3 separate regions of the Sus scrofa genome follow, and regions 2 and 3 are each linked to region 1. A link is a contact called in public Hi-C and promoter capture Hi-C data. All regions are on one chromosome and are shown on one strand. The core of a region is the stretch at or near the end of the contact, and the rest is flanking DNA. Distances in the headings are between cores, read along the strand shown.

Region 1 (3,863 bases), core at 628-3,127:
TACATCACTGGCAATGTCCTATCCACCTGGTGACCTGGCCCCCCCCACCCATGGAGCCCTCCCCAGCTTGCCCTGGCATTGCTTACCAGGTCAGCCGGTCATACTCGTTCTCCAACTTGTAAATGAAACTCCCCAGTGAGTTCTTCAGATCAGCCACTTGACTCAGGAGTGCATCTAATGATGCCTCAAGCTGCTTCTCCTCCCTCTGCACCAACAGGAATAGGATGTTACTCAGATGAGGGTGAGGGTGGTGCCCACAGAGGCGGGCTGAAAAGCCAGGATGACAGTGCGCAACACCAGTCATGTGACACAGGATCTCACTGGCACAGGGAGAGCCAGGCTGTTTTCTATCTTTGGTATCAGGGTTATAGACAGCACCAACCCTCAGACCTTTCAACCCACTCGCCTGGCCTAATTCCTCCTACCTGCTGGTTCCTTTCTCTCATCACCCCTAATCCGTGCTTGGTTTCCTATCACATACACTATACTCTCACTCACTGAGCAGACACAGCAGACCTAATGCCTCGGGGTCATTATCTCTTGTGCCACTCTGCAGCATAGGTACTCTGACTTCTGCTGTCCTAAACCTGCCTTGGGAGCCTGGCTGTTCCTGCCAATGACACAATTTCTGAAAAATCTACCTACATGTGAAGGTTCCTTTGAACACCTGCCACTGCCACCACCACGGCCATTTCCCCCTTTCCTCTGTCCTCAGCATTTGCTGTTTCAAGCTCTTTGCTGAATTAACCGGCACTCTTTTTTTTTTTTTTTTTTTTTTTTGGTCTTTTTGCCTTTTCTAGGGCTGCTCCTGTGGCATATGGAGGTTCCCAGGCTAGGGGTCTAATAGGAGCTGTAGCCACTGGCCTGCGCCAGAGCCACAGCAACGCCAGATCCGAGACTCATCTGCAACCTACACCACAGCTCATGGCAACGCCGGATCCTTAACCCACTGAGCGAGGCCAGGAATCGAACTCGCAATCTCATGGTTCCTAGTTGGATTCGTTAACCACTGAGCCACGACAGGAACTCCATTAACCTGCACTCATTTTATCTCTGTGCCAAAATTCCTGTGCCCCTTTCACAAGCTTAGTCAAGCTATAAAAATTTACTGACAGACTACCAGGTGCAAGAAACTGACAAATGAAAAACAAAAACAAAAATGCACATGCCCCTAAGTACTAAACTATTTTAAATGCTGGTGAGGGGTTGTCTGCCAAGCATTTCCTGTCCATCTTGGTTCTTCATCTTTACTTCATTTCATCCTTAACTACCACAGGGCACAGGCTAGGAAGGAGGTAGAACTGCCTTGCGAACTCGCCAATATACAAGACAGTAGCCTTGATTCCGGGTTCCAGCCACTGGCCTCAGACTATATTAGTTTGGCTTTTGTCACTGCGGCCCCACAATTCCTTCCACTCTCGGGCTTCTCTCCAGTTATCGATCCTCTGCTGTGTCGGCAGCCAACAGCGGCCATTCAACAGCCCGGGCCGGGACCTGAGCCAATGCGGCACCTTCTTGAGCTGTCTTCGTTGGACTGCATCTTAACCTTCCCAAACGACCGACCCTTTCCCACCCCCAGCAAGTCGGTGCCGCCTTCCCCCTCCCAACTCAGGGGCCGTCTCGGTCTCCCAGCCGGGCTCCACCCCCATCTGTCATCAGTGCCGCTCCCTCTCCAGTGGGCCTCGCCTCCATCCCGCGTCCCTTTAGCCGTCGGCCGATGACTCTACCCACTCCTCTCAGCTCCAGCTCCTCACTTTCTCCAGCCCACTCTCCGTCCCGGTACCCCGACGCTGAGTAGCGGTCACGAGCGCCAACCCGGTCCTCACCTGCATCGCGGGAGCAGAGGTTGCGTCAACCACTTCCTTTTCCGGTTTCCAAGTCAGCCAATCAGAAAGTTGGGATTCGATCCTCCCATTCGTTTCCGGTTCCTTCGGGCGAGAGGCAGCCGGGTCAGGGGTCACGAGCAGAAGGGCTTCTCTGGCCCGGGCCGGCGCGGGAGGGCTGTGTGATGGCCTCGGAGCGCCCGGAGCCGGAGGTGAGGGGCGGGCGGGCGCAGCGCTGGTCCCCGAGATCCGCGGGGGAGGGGCCGGCGGCCGGGTGCGGCCGTGGCCTCCTCCGGGTCTGGGGGCGGCGGGGGTCGCCCCGAAGGCCCGGCAGTTGCATCTCCTCACCCCGCGGTCCGCACTTTCCTTGGGGGGCTGGAGGAGAAGCTCGTCGCTCTGTTCTGTTTGCTCAGATTTCATTCACGTCGCCAACTCTGGGGCCCTCGGGTTCTCCGACTTCCTAATGGTATTAACAAAGCCTTTATTTTGATTTTGCAATTTGATTTTACTTTGCTGGTGCTTCATATCTTCACGTATTAGAATGACATAATCAGCATGAATTAATTTAGTTCCAGCGCCATGATTTTGAAAGGCAGCTTCGGTTTCGTGGGGAAAATACATATATAGATTCTTTTTTGATTCGGAGTGAAACGTCGTTCACTTCGTTTGGTGCTGCCCTGTAGCCATCTCTGCAACTTCGGGCAAGGCTTGACTGTTTCCTGCTTCTTAAACACCTGTCTTAGGGTGTTTTGTGAGGATCCCATATTTTAAACCAGAAAATGCACATGAGGTATCCCTTAGTTGTTGAGGACCATGCAAGGAACTTGATCTGCATTGTGTTATTCAGACTTGTGCAAGGAAGGTGGCTGTGTCCACTTTCATTTATATGTAAGACACTGGAAAGTGAGAGACGTTAAGTACCTTACCCAAGTGCTACCCTCAGCCAGGGAGTAGCAAAGTTTTGAAGTTAGAAGATCTGGTTTGAAAAGAACATCACCAGGAAAGGTGCCCAGTATTAGAATATGATAGACGGGAAGGGTGAGAGACGTGTGAAATGAAATGACACAAAAGAGTTGTCATAACATATCGAATGCGTGCCGCGTCGTCCTGCTTTACCCCATCAGTTGATACCCTCAACCCGAAGAAGCAGACGTGATTATTTATCCCCATTTTTCAGTTGAGGAGACGGAGGCACAAAATGTTAAGGGTAACAAAGTTACACAGCTAGTTAAGTAGCGGAGCTAAGACTCCCAAACAGGTGGTCTGCTGTAGTATGGTGGTCATAATGTTTCCAGTATAAGCAGTACAGTTGCCACAGGATGGTAAATCTCCTGATCCTTGGCATGTGATGTAACAAGACCCAGGATTAAACGTGGTTGTAGGAAACTACCCTATTTAAAAGAATCAATGGCGGAGTAGCCTATGCATCAGAAATAGCAGTAATAAGAAAAATCCATGAAGGAATGTGGAGTATGTTTTGTTATGGATTAAAATGAGAGGACATGGAGCGATGTCGTAGTGAAATACAGCATACCTTTTAGACATAATCTAAAACAGCATTGTCTAATAGCAGTCTGGTGCAAGCCAAATATATGTGAGTTTTCTGGTAGCCACATTTAGAAAGGTAAAAAGAAACAGGTAAAAGTAATTTTAATATATTTGATTTGACCCCATATTCCCCCAGTGTCATCATTTTTCAAAACATTTAAAAACACATGAGATATTTAACATTCTTTTTTTTGTACCAAGTCTTTAAAACCCGGAGTGTATTTTATACTTAGAGCGTATCTCACTTTGGACTTGCAACATTTCAAGTGCTGGGTAACCTCGTATGGCAGTGGGTACCATATTGAGCACTGCAAACCTAAAGTAACTTGGCATCAAAACATATACTCCTGGAAGTCTCACTCGGTCTGAAATTCATTTGTCAAGTTCTTGATTTGCATTTCTGAAAATTTTATCTCAGAAGCTAAAGGGACTAAAGAGTTCTGCCCTAGGCAGTGACTGATTGTTAGAAGTTATTACAACCCCAAGAGAGAA
Region 2 (3,863 bases), core at 615-3,114, 120 kb before region 1:
CGGGGAGGCAGGAAGGAGGGGAAGCCTGTGATGTTCCACCGAACTGCTGGGAAGTCTCACGGAGAAGGTGCCATGCGAGCCCTTTCCAGAGGGACAGCGAGGGAGGGAGCCACGTGGGAGGAAGCATTCCCGGCAGAGGGAACAGCCAGGGCAAAGTCTCAGAGCCAGCGCAGGCAACAGAGGGACAGCAGGGGTGACAGAGAGGTCTTAGAGAGGGCGGGAGGACTCTGGCCACTGCGTGGGGGACTCGAGCCCAGCAGGGACGTCACCTGCTCCACCTTATAACCGGACTGCAATAGCTTCCAGGTGGAGAAGAGTCTGAGCTGGGAATGTGGTAGGAGCAGGGAAGCTAGGCTGCAGGGTGAAGGGACCAGTTAGAATCTGCGCTCCCTGCCTGCTGCTGCCTTTCCACCCCGAGAACCCCACCCCACCCCCGCCTTCACTACCGTCCATCTGAGCTGCACCAACAGCCTCTGCTTTGGGGACAGAGTTCAACAGCCCTGCGGGAGCCTGCCTGACCACGTTCGCTCCAAGGTATTTGACAAGATCCAGAGTGAGTGCAAAGTCGTCCTCAGTCAATGTTTAAACGCAGAGAGCTTTTCGGCGTTGTTCCCTCCACCCAAAAAGTTCCCTTCGAACCCCCAGGGGAAGCCGGAGAAGGGGGGATGGCATGCCTTCCCCTGCCCAGCTCTATCTGGGCAGCTGACCCGAGGGTCTGTTTGGGAGCAGTCCCTCCTCGGACCCGGAGGAAAAATAAACATCAGACGTGCCAGAGGAGTACCCGGCGGCCGGGCCCTGCCAGGCCCCTGCCCTCGTTTGTCCCGGGACAGGGAACTCCTTTATAATGCTTTGCCAAGGGGCACACCTCCACGTGGTTGTCCCCAAAATCCAGCCTGCCCCAACTTACCCTTGAGGGAGAAGTCACCTAGAGCTGCACCGTCCAGTGAGGCAGCTGCCCGCCGCCTGTGGCCGGACTGAGCAGAGAAGACCTGCAAGTATAAAACACAGCGAATTTCCAGGACAAAATAAAAGGCAAATAGGGAGTTCCCGTCGTGGCGCAGTGGTTACCGAATCCAACTAGGAACCATGAGGTCGCGGGTTTGATCCCTGGCCTTGCTCAGTGGGTTAAGGATCTGGCGTTGCCGTGAGCTGTGGTGTAGGTTGCAGACTCGGCTCGGATCCCGCGTGGCTGTGGCTCTGGTGTAGGCCGGTGGCTACAGCTCCAATTCAACCCCTAGCCTGGGAACCTCCATATGCCGCGGGAACGGCCCTAGAAAAGGCAAAAAGACAAAAATAAATAAATAAATAAATAAATAAAAGGCAAAGAGCTCATTAATGATTTGCATGTTAAAATGAAAATATTTGTGGCTAAAAGAAAATGATTTTACATTCTTTGTTATATTATCTTCCATGATGGTCTGTCCCAGGAGAGTGGATATGGTTCCCCGTGCCATACAGTAAGACCTTAAGGTTTATGCTTTCTAAAGGCAATGGTTTGCCTCCACTAGCGCCAAACACCCAGTCCACACCACTTCCTCTTTCCTCCTCCTCGACAACCACAAGCGTGTTCTCCATGTCTGTGAGTCTGTTTCGTAGACAGGTTCATTTGCGCCATGTTTAAATTCCATATATAAGGGACGTCGTATGGTATTTGCCTTTTTCTCTTTCTGACTTAGTATGAGAACCTCTAGTTGCATCCATGTGGCTGCAAATGCCATTATTTTGTTCTTTTTATGGCCGAGTAGTATTCCATTGTGTATATATACCACATCTTCTTAATCCATTCATCTGTCAATGGACACGTCTTTTCAGGGTTGTTTTTTTTTTTTTTTTTTTTCATGATTTCCTTTGCTGTGCAAAAGCTTGCATGTTTAAGTCTCGTTTGTTTATTTTTGTTTTTATTTTGATTGCCTTGGGAGACTGACCCAAGAAAGCCTTTGTGCAGTTTCTACAGAGAATGTTTTACGTTCTCTCCTAGGAGTTTTATGGTGTCGTGTCTTATGTGTATGTCATGAAAGGGGTGTAAAGAAAAATGTTATTGTATCAGTTTCACCTGTCTCTTTTTACTTTTTTAACCTGGTTACTAGACAATTTTAAATTACGTAGTGTGGCTCGTGTAACCTTTCTGTTAGATGGACGGTCCTGCTCTAGTTGTCACCAGCCCCCGCAGTCACCTCCACAGAGCAAGGAGAAACCTGGACGGTCCAGCATAATTATTTCGTGTGCTGATGATGGACTGACACCTACGATTTTGTTTTCTTGCCGATTTCATACACACCAGGAGGAGCGGGAGCAGGAGGCCCGACCAGGGGTTCCACCCAGCCTGGGACCACCTCCACCCAGCCCCCCTCGCCACTGTGTGGGGTGTGGTGCCAGCTTCACCTGTTAGAGGCAGACCTTGTTATACTCCAGAACCCTTCAAATGCCTCACCAAGGCATTCAAGGCCCTGTGCCACGTGAGCCAAATTTGTTTTTCCAGCTTCATCTCACAGGCTCCCTGCTTTACACCCTACACCGTGCTGTTGACACATTTATTCAGCATTTACTGGTTGATTACTTCCCATGAGCCAGGCACAGGGCTGCCTGCCGAGGTCACCACGATAGTTAGAAAACAGGCGCTAAGCTTGTACTCACCGGGAACCCTGTGTCTGGGGGGTAACGCCAGGTAAGAAAAGAAGGACCATGAGAGCGCATGCGGTGAGAGTGGTGGTGAGGGAAGCACGGGGTGGGGTAGGGGGCATGGATGCCCCAAAGAGGTACCTAAACCAGTCTGGAGCTCAAGGAGGGCTTCCTGGAGGAGGTGACATCTCTGTTGAAGAAGCTGAGTTAACCAGACTGAGGCTGGGGGATGGTAAATATCCCAGGGAGAGGGAACTGTGAGTTCAAAAACCGACCGGAAGGGCAGAGCAGGGCAGAGCCTGCATAACTGAACGATGCACATTCCAGCGAGAGGGCAGGGGCCAGGGGCAAATGACTGGCCTACTGTGGGTGGCAGGGGTTTTGTAAGCCCTGCAAAGGAGTGTGGAGTTTGTCCCAAAGGGTTCATTCTGCACGTGTTTTAAGCAAGGGAGCTCCTATTTCTCCTCCGAAAAGCCTCCCCCCCTCCTCCTCCCTGTAAGCTCAAAACCCACCTCCCCAGGTGGGCCAGACTCCCCTGGGCAGACACTTGAGGTTCAAAGGAGAATGGGCGAGGGGCTTGTGGGCTCTGGCCCAGGGGAAGCACCAAGGGATGGAGGTACTGGGGCTGGGTCCAGGGGTCAGCTGGTGTTGGAATCTGAGGCTAAGGCAGGATATGAGTTTTGGAGTGGGGATTTGGGGGCTGCATTCAGGAACAAGGGTCAAGGCCGAGGAGGACGAGGTTGCAGTCTGAGACCTAATTCCAGAATTTAGAATTGAAGTTTCAAGCCAGACTGGGGGTTGAGATCCAGGGCTGGGACCAGAATGGGATTTGGAAATGGGGCTGGGGGAGAAGGTTGGCATTTGAGATTCAGGGTTCAGCTGAGATGTGGGTAGGGGCCTCGGTTGGAGCTAGGAATTCTGGTTAGTGTTTAAAACTGCAGTTGGGATTGCGTTTAGGGCTGGAGCGAAGGCTAAACAGGGGCTGGAGCTGGGGGATGGGTTCGGGCCCAGGCGCTGGGGCTGATGGACAGCATTCCTCCCGCTGCCCAGATCTGGGAATTGTGTTCGAGCCCTAACAGCGGCAGCCAGAAGCCCCTCCCTTCCCAGGAATGCCTCAGCCCAGCTGAAGGAGCACTGCCACGTCAGCCAATCGGCTCAGGCCCTGCCTTGAAAACACCTGTTGGTCCCCCTCCCCCTCCCTCCCTCGGGCTCACCTAGGCGCAGGTGAGGCAGATGAAGCACCT
Region 3 (3,863 bases), core at 903-3,402, 98 kb before region 1:
GCAGTCCAGGCTTCCAGAGGTGGGACAACTGCATTTGCTTGGAGCGAAGGGGCCAAAGCGGAGCCCATGCATGGATGACGGCGCCAGTCCCCACACGGACAGGAGCCCCCAGACACAGTCAGGGCAGCCCTGGCCCTGCCCCTGAGTCAGGAGCCCTGCTCCCCCACCAGGCAGCGCCCCTGTCCATTCACCTCTGTCCCAGGGGGTGGGGCGCTGCCTTCAGGGAGTAGCTAAAGGCAGGTCAACTGCATCAGGAAGTTCTCTGGCTGAGAGTCTCCGGGGCTGGGGAGGATCTGGAGGAGCAGCTGAATTAAGGGACTAACTGGAGGAAGAGCATCGGAGTCAGAGGAGCAGCTGGGGGAGCAGCACTCGAACCTGGGGAATACCCAGAGGAAGAGCGTCTGAGTTAGGGAAGTACCTGGAGGGTGAACAGCCGGGCTGGAGACAAGCTGTGGGCAGAGCGACTGAATCAGAGGGGGTTCTGGGAGGAGCATCCAAGCGAGGGAAGGACCTAGGAGAGACGCGCCGACTTTAGGGGACAGCGGTCATATTCTCTCATATGGCCGTCCTCACGCCAGCCTCCTCCTGCCTCCCAGCGGTCCCTGAGCCCCGGGAGCTCTTCCTCTCGATATCCCTTGAAGGCCTGTGGCCCTCCCCTGCACCCTGACCCCACCGCCCACCCAAACCAGCTTCGTCTTCCATCTCAACTCTTGCAACAGCCTCCGAACACGTCTCTCACCCCTTCCTCAGAGGGATGACGGGTCTGGGACCCAAATCGGACCCCATCAGCCCCCTGCTCAAAAATCCTTCGAGAGCTCCCCAGGCCCTTGCAGTCCAGCATTCATTCCCTCCCTCAGTTCCCTACACACACACACACACACACACACACACACACACACACACACACACGCCTCGCCTCACCCTCTTGTTCCCCAGCCTCCCCCTCCTCAGCTGTGGAGTCCCCCATCCCCCATACCTGCCTGTGACGTTGTCCCAGGACCCCCTCCTCACCCCCTCACCGTCCTGCCCTGTCAGTCACAGTCGGCCAGCTCCTAGACGGGAGCTCTCTGGGCAGGGGCTGGACAGGTGAATGTGTGCCCAGGGGCTGGCAGAGAACTTGGCAGTCAGCTGCTCAGTGCATGTTTGTGAGACGTGAGAATACGGGGGTGGGAGGGCTTAGAAACGAGAGGTAAATCATTCACTCATCCACTCATCAACAAACATTCACTGGGTGTGCACTGTGGGCCCCACACTAGGCACTGGGTCCTCAGAACAAATTGCTAAATTGAAATGAGTTGAATTGAACCTGCTATTTCTAAGATTTCACTTGGACTCCTTTCCTTCCCGCCCTGTCCCTCTGAATTCTTGCCAACAAAACACACAAACACACAGGCACACATGCTATCACTGCACCCCTTCTGGTCCCATTTCTTCCACCGACAAACACACCCCCACCCTGATTTGTGGCTCCTTTCCTGCTCCGAGGAGCCCCAGGAGATCTGCGGGTTCCCCCTCCCAGCCCCCCAATGTCTTCCCTTCTGCTCCCCACCTGGAGGAACTGTGCACAGTCCGCGGAGGAGCTTCCGGTTAGGGCCGGCAGGACCAGGTGAGGGGGCGGGCCAGAACTGTCGCTTGACTCACCTGGGGACGCAGCGGGCAGGCGGGGCCTAAGCCGCAGGTGAGGGCGGAGGGCAGCGCCTCCAATCGGGAGGACTAATTCTACATCTTCCCAGCTTTTGCCGAGAACCTTCTGGCGCAGGCCTCTTCCCCACCTCCGGTGCTGGGGCGAGGGGCTCGTGCAGCTGGGATCCAGAGAGGGGGCCCACGGACCCTAGGAGGGGCAGTCTTCGGCAGGCAGCCGCTCCGGCGGGCGGCCCTGATAAACAAGTGAATTTCCGGTAACAGGTACAAAGTCCAGACTTGAAGCGGGAGCTCTGCAGGCCTGTGAAGGCGGCGGACCGGAACCGGAGGGGAGGGGGCAGGCATGCTCCGGGCAAAGCCAGAGGGACCAAGGACACTCGGAACTGCTGCCAAAATGGGTGTGTGCGTGTGTGTGTGTTAGTGTGTGTGTGTTTGTAGGGATGTGGAGGTCACTGAATAGTGTGAGTTCAGAGGTCTTTTGAGTAGGAGCCCCCGTCTGGATCTCAAGGATTCTGTGACCCCACAAATCTAGGCTCTGAATTCTTCTTTTTTTTTTTTTTTTTTTTTTTTTTTGGTCTTTTTAGGAAAAAAAGGTTCCCAGGCTAGGGGTCCAGTCGGAGCTGCAGCTGCCAACCTGCACCAGAGCTACAGCAACGCGTGATCCCAGCCGCGTCTTCCACCTACACCACAGCTCACGGCAGCGCAGGAGCCTTAATCTCTGAGGGAGGCCAGGGATCGAACCCGCGTCCTCATGGAGGCTAGTCGTATTCACTAACCGCTGAGCCACGGCGGGAACTCCCTGAACTTCTGCCTTCTGCCTTTTCCCTCTTCCCCAAGTCTAGTGCCTCCCTGTTTTTTTTAGACCCTCAGGGAGTCACCTTCCCAGAGCGCTCATCCCCCAGCAAGCCCCGCCTCCCCTTGGCAAGCTCCACCTCCACCCCACAAGCCACGCCTCCCCACTAGCTCCACCTATCACAGCTCTTTTCTCATTATCTTGTAAATATCTTGTAAATATTTCTTCCCCTTGCTGCCTCCCCTGTGAGCCGGGGAGCTCTCCCAGGATGGGGCCAAGTTTGAGCCTCTGGATTCCCAGCTCCTGACACTGGGGAGGTTCTCAGTAAGCGTCTAGGGGAAGTGTTCCAGGAGCTTAGCCACGCTGGCCCAGGAGTTCGCAGGGCACAGGGGAGCAAGGCCTGCGGCCAAGGGTCTGCAAGTGGCCACGGTACTACTGCGGCTGCAGTGCAGAGACCGGTTCATGCAGGACCTTGAAGATCTTGGCACCGACCTTGACCGCGTACTCTACACGTCACACTGTGTGCTGCAGCCACACCAAACTGCTCTCTACTCCTAGAACCCACCAGGCTCTCATCTTCCAGGCTTTGCCTGCACTCTTCCTGGGACCCCTGCTTTCCTCCAACACCCCCCCCAACATGTCCACCTCCCCCTGGCTGACGGTGCCTCCCAGGCCCCCTTATCATTCAGGCCCCAGATTAGATTAGATTAGATCCCTCTTTATCTAGACGACCTCTCCCCCATTTTTTGTACTTTTAGGGCCACACCTAGGGTATATGGAGGTTCCCAGGCAGGGAGCTGCACCTGCCGACCTACACCACAGCCAGATCTGAGCCACGTCTGCCACCTCACCACGGCTCACGGCAACGCCGGATCTGAGCCACATCTGCAAACGACAACATGGCTCGTGACAACGCCAGATCCTTAACCCACCAAGTGAGGCCAGGGATCAAACCTGCGTCGTCATGGATGCTAGTCAGATTCGTTTCCGTTGAGGCACGCTGGGAACTCCCTAGACCCCTTCTAGATTCTCTCCTTCTTTTATGCCCCTGGAAGACCCTGGCCCTTCTCCTTCATAACCCTGACTACACAGTATGGTGTTTTCTCTTTACTGGGCAGAGTCCCCTGTGAGCCTATAAACTCTGGGGGTAGGGTCTGTGTCTATCTTGTTCCCTTCATATCCCTTATATCTAAAATGACAACAAAAAATACTCCTGAAATAAATGAATGGGAGGAACGTGAATATACCCTGGATGAGGCGTGAAGAGCCGAGGGAGGTTTAGGGTTTGGGGTTTTGTTTTTTTTGTTTTGTTTTGCTTTCGAGGGCCACACCTGTGGCATATGGAAGTTCCCAGGCCAGGAGTCAAATCAGAGCTACAGCTGCCGGCCTACACCACAGCCACAGCAACACCAGATCTGAGCCACGTCTG

Evidence for each region. Promoter capture Hi-C pulls out the DNA fragments that hold promoters and counts their contacts. Hi-C and Micro-C count contacts between places; a contact is called where the count stands out from the background.
Region 2: a contact with region 1 is called in a promoter capture Hi-C map of liver, with 2.8 times the contacts expected there. The contact joins the promoter of TMEM125 here to the promoter of MED8 in region 1. A contact is called at or near these places in 2 of 5 promoter capture datasets (both in liver), 15 of 47 Hi-C or Micro-C datasets (blood, embryonic fibroblasts, epiblast stem cells and 7 more) and 2 of 2 datasets of contacts at active chromatin or transcription factors (alveolar macrophages and skeletal muscle).
Region 3: a Hi-C map of liver shows a contact between it and region 1, with 4 times the contacts expected there. The contact joins the promoter of C6H1orf210 here to the promoter of MED8 in region 1. A contact is called at or near these places in 2 of 5 promoter capture datasets (both in liver) and 5 of 47 Hi-C or Micro-C datasets (embryonic fibroblasts, heart right ventricle, liver and 1 more).

What each region holds. Positions count from the first base shown.
Region 1 is chr6:167,859,363-167,863,225 of Sscrofa11.1, reverse strand. MED8 (mediator of RNA polymerase II transcription subunit 8) reads right to left here and starts at 1,877. Exons shown (of 8, transcript XM_005665484.3): 1 at 1,827-1,877; 2 at 87-205. The coding sequence starts at 1,832. SZT2 (protein SZT2) reads left to right here and starts at 1,905. Exons shown (of 72, transcript XR_002345235.1): 1 at 1,905-2,035. It overlaps LOC110261243 (a long non-coding RNA gene), which reads left to right and starts at 2,042. Exons shown (of 2, transcript XR_002345237.1): 1 at 2,042-2,289.
Region 2 is chr6:167,976,332-167,980,194 of Sscrofa11.1, reverse strand. TMEM125 (transmembrane protein 125) reads left to right here and starts at 1,864. Exons shown (of 4, transcript XM_021096898.1): 1 at 1,864-2,665; 2 at 3,838-3,863.
Region 3 is chr6:167,958,134-167,961,996 of Sscrofa11.1, reverse strand. It overlaps C6H1orf210 (type III endosome membrane protein TEMP), which reads right to left and starts at 2,152. Exons shown (of 4, transcript XM_003128075.4): 1 at 1,642-2,152; 2 at 419-511. LOC110261245 (a long non-coding RNA gene) reads left to right here and starts at 1,743. Exons shown (of 2, transcript XR_002345241.1): 1 at 1,743-1,905; 2 at 2,226-3,676.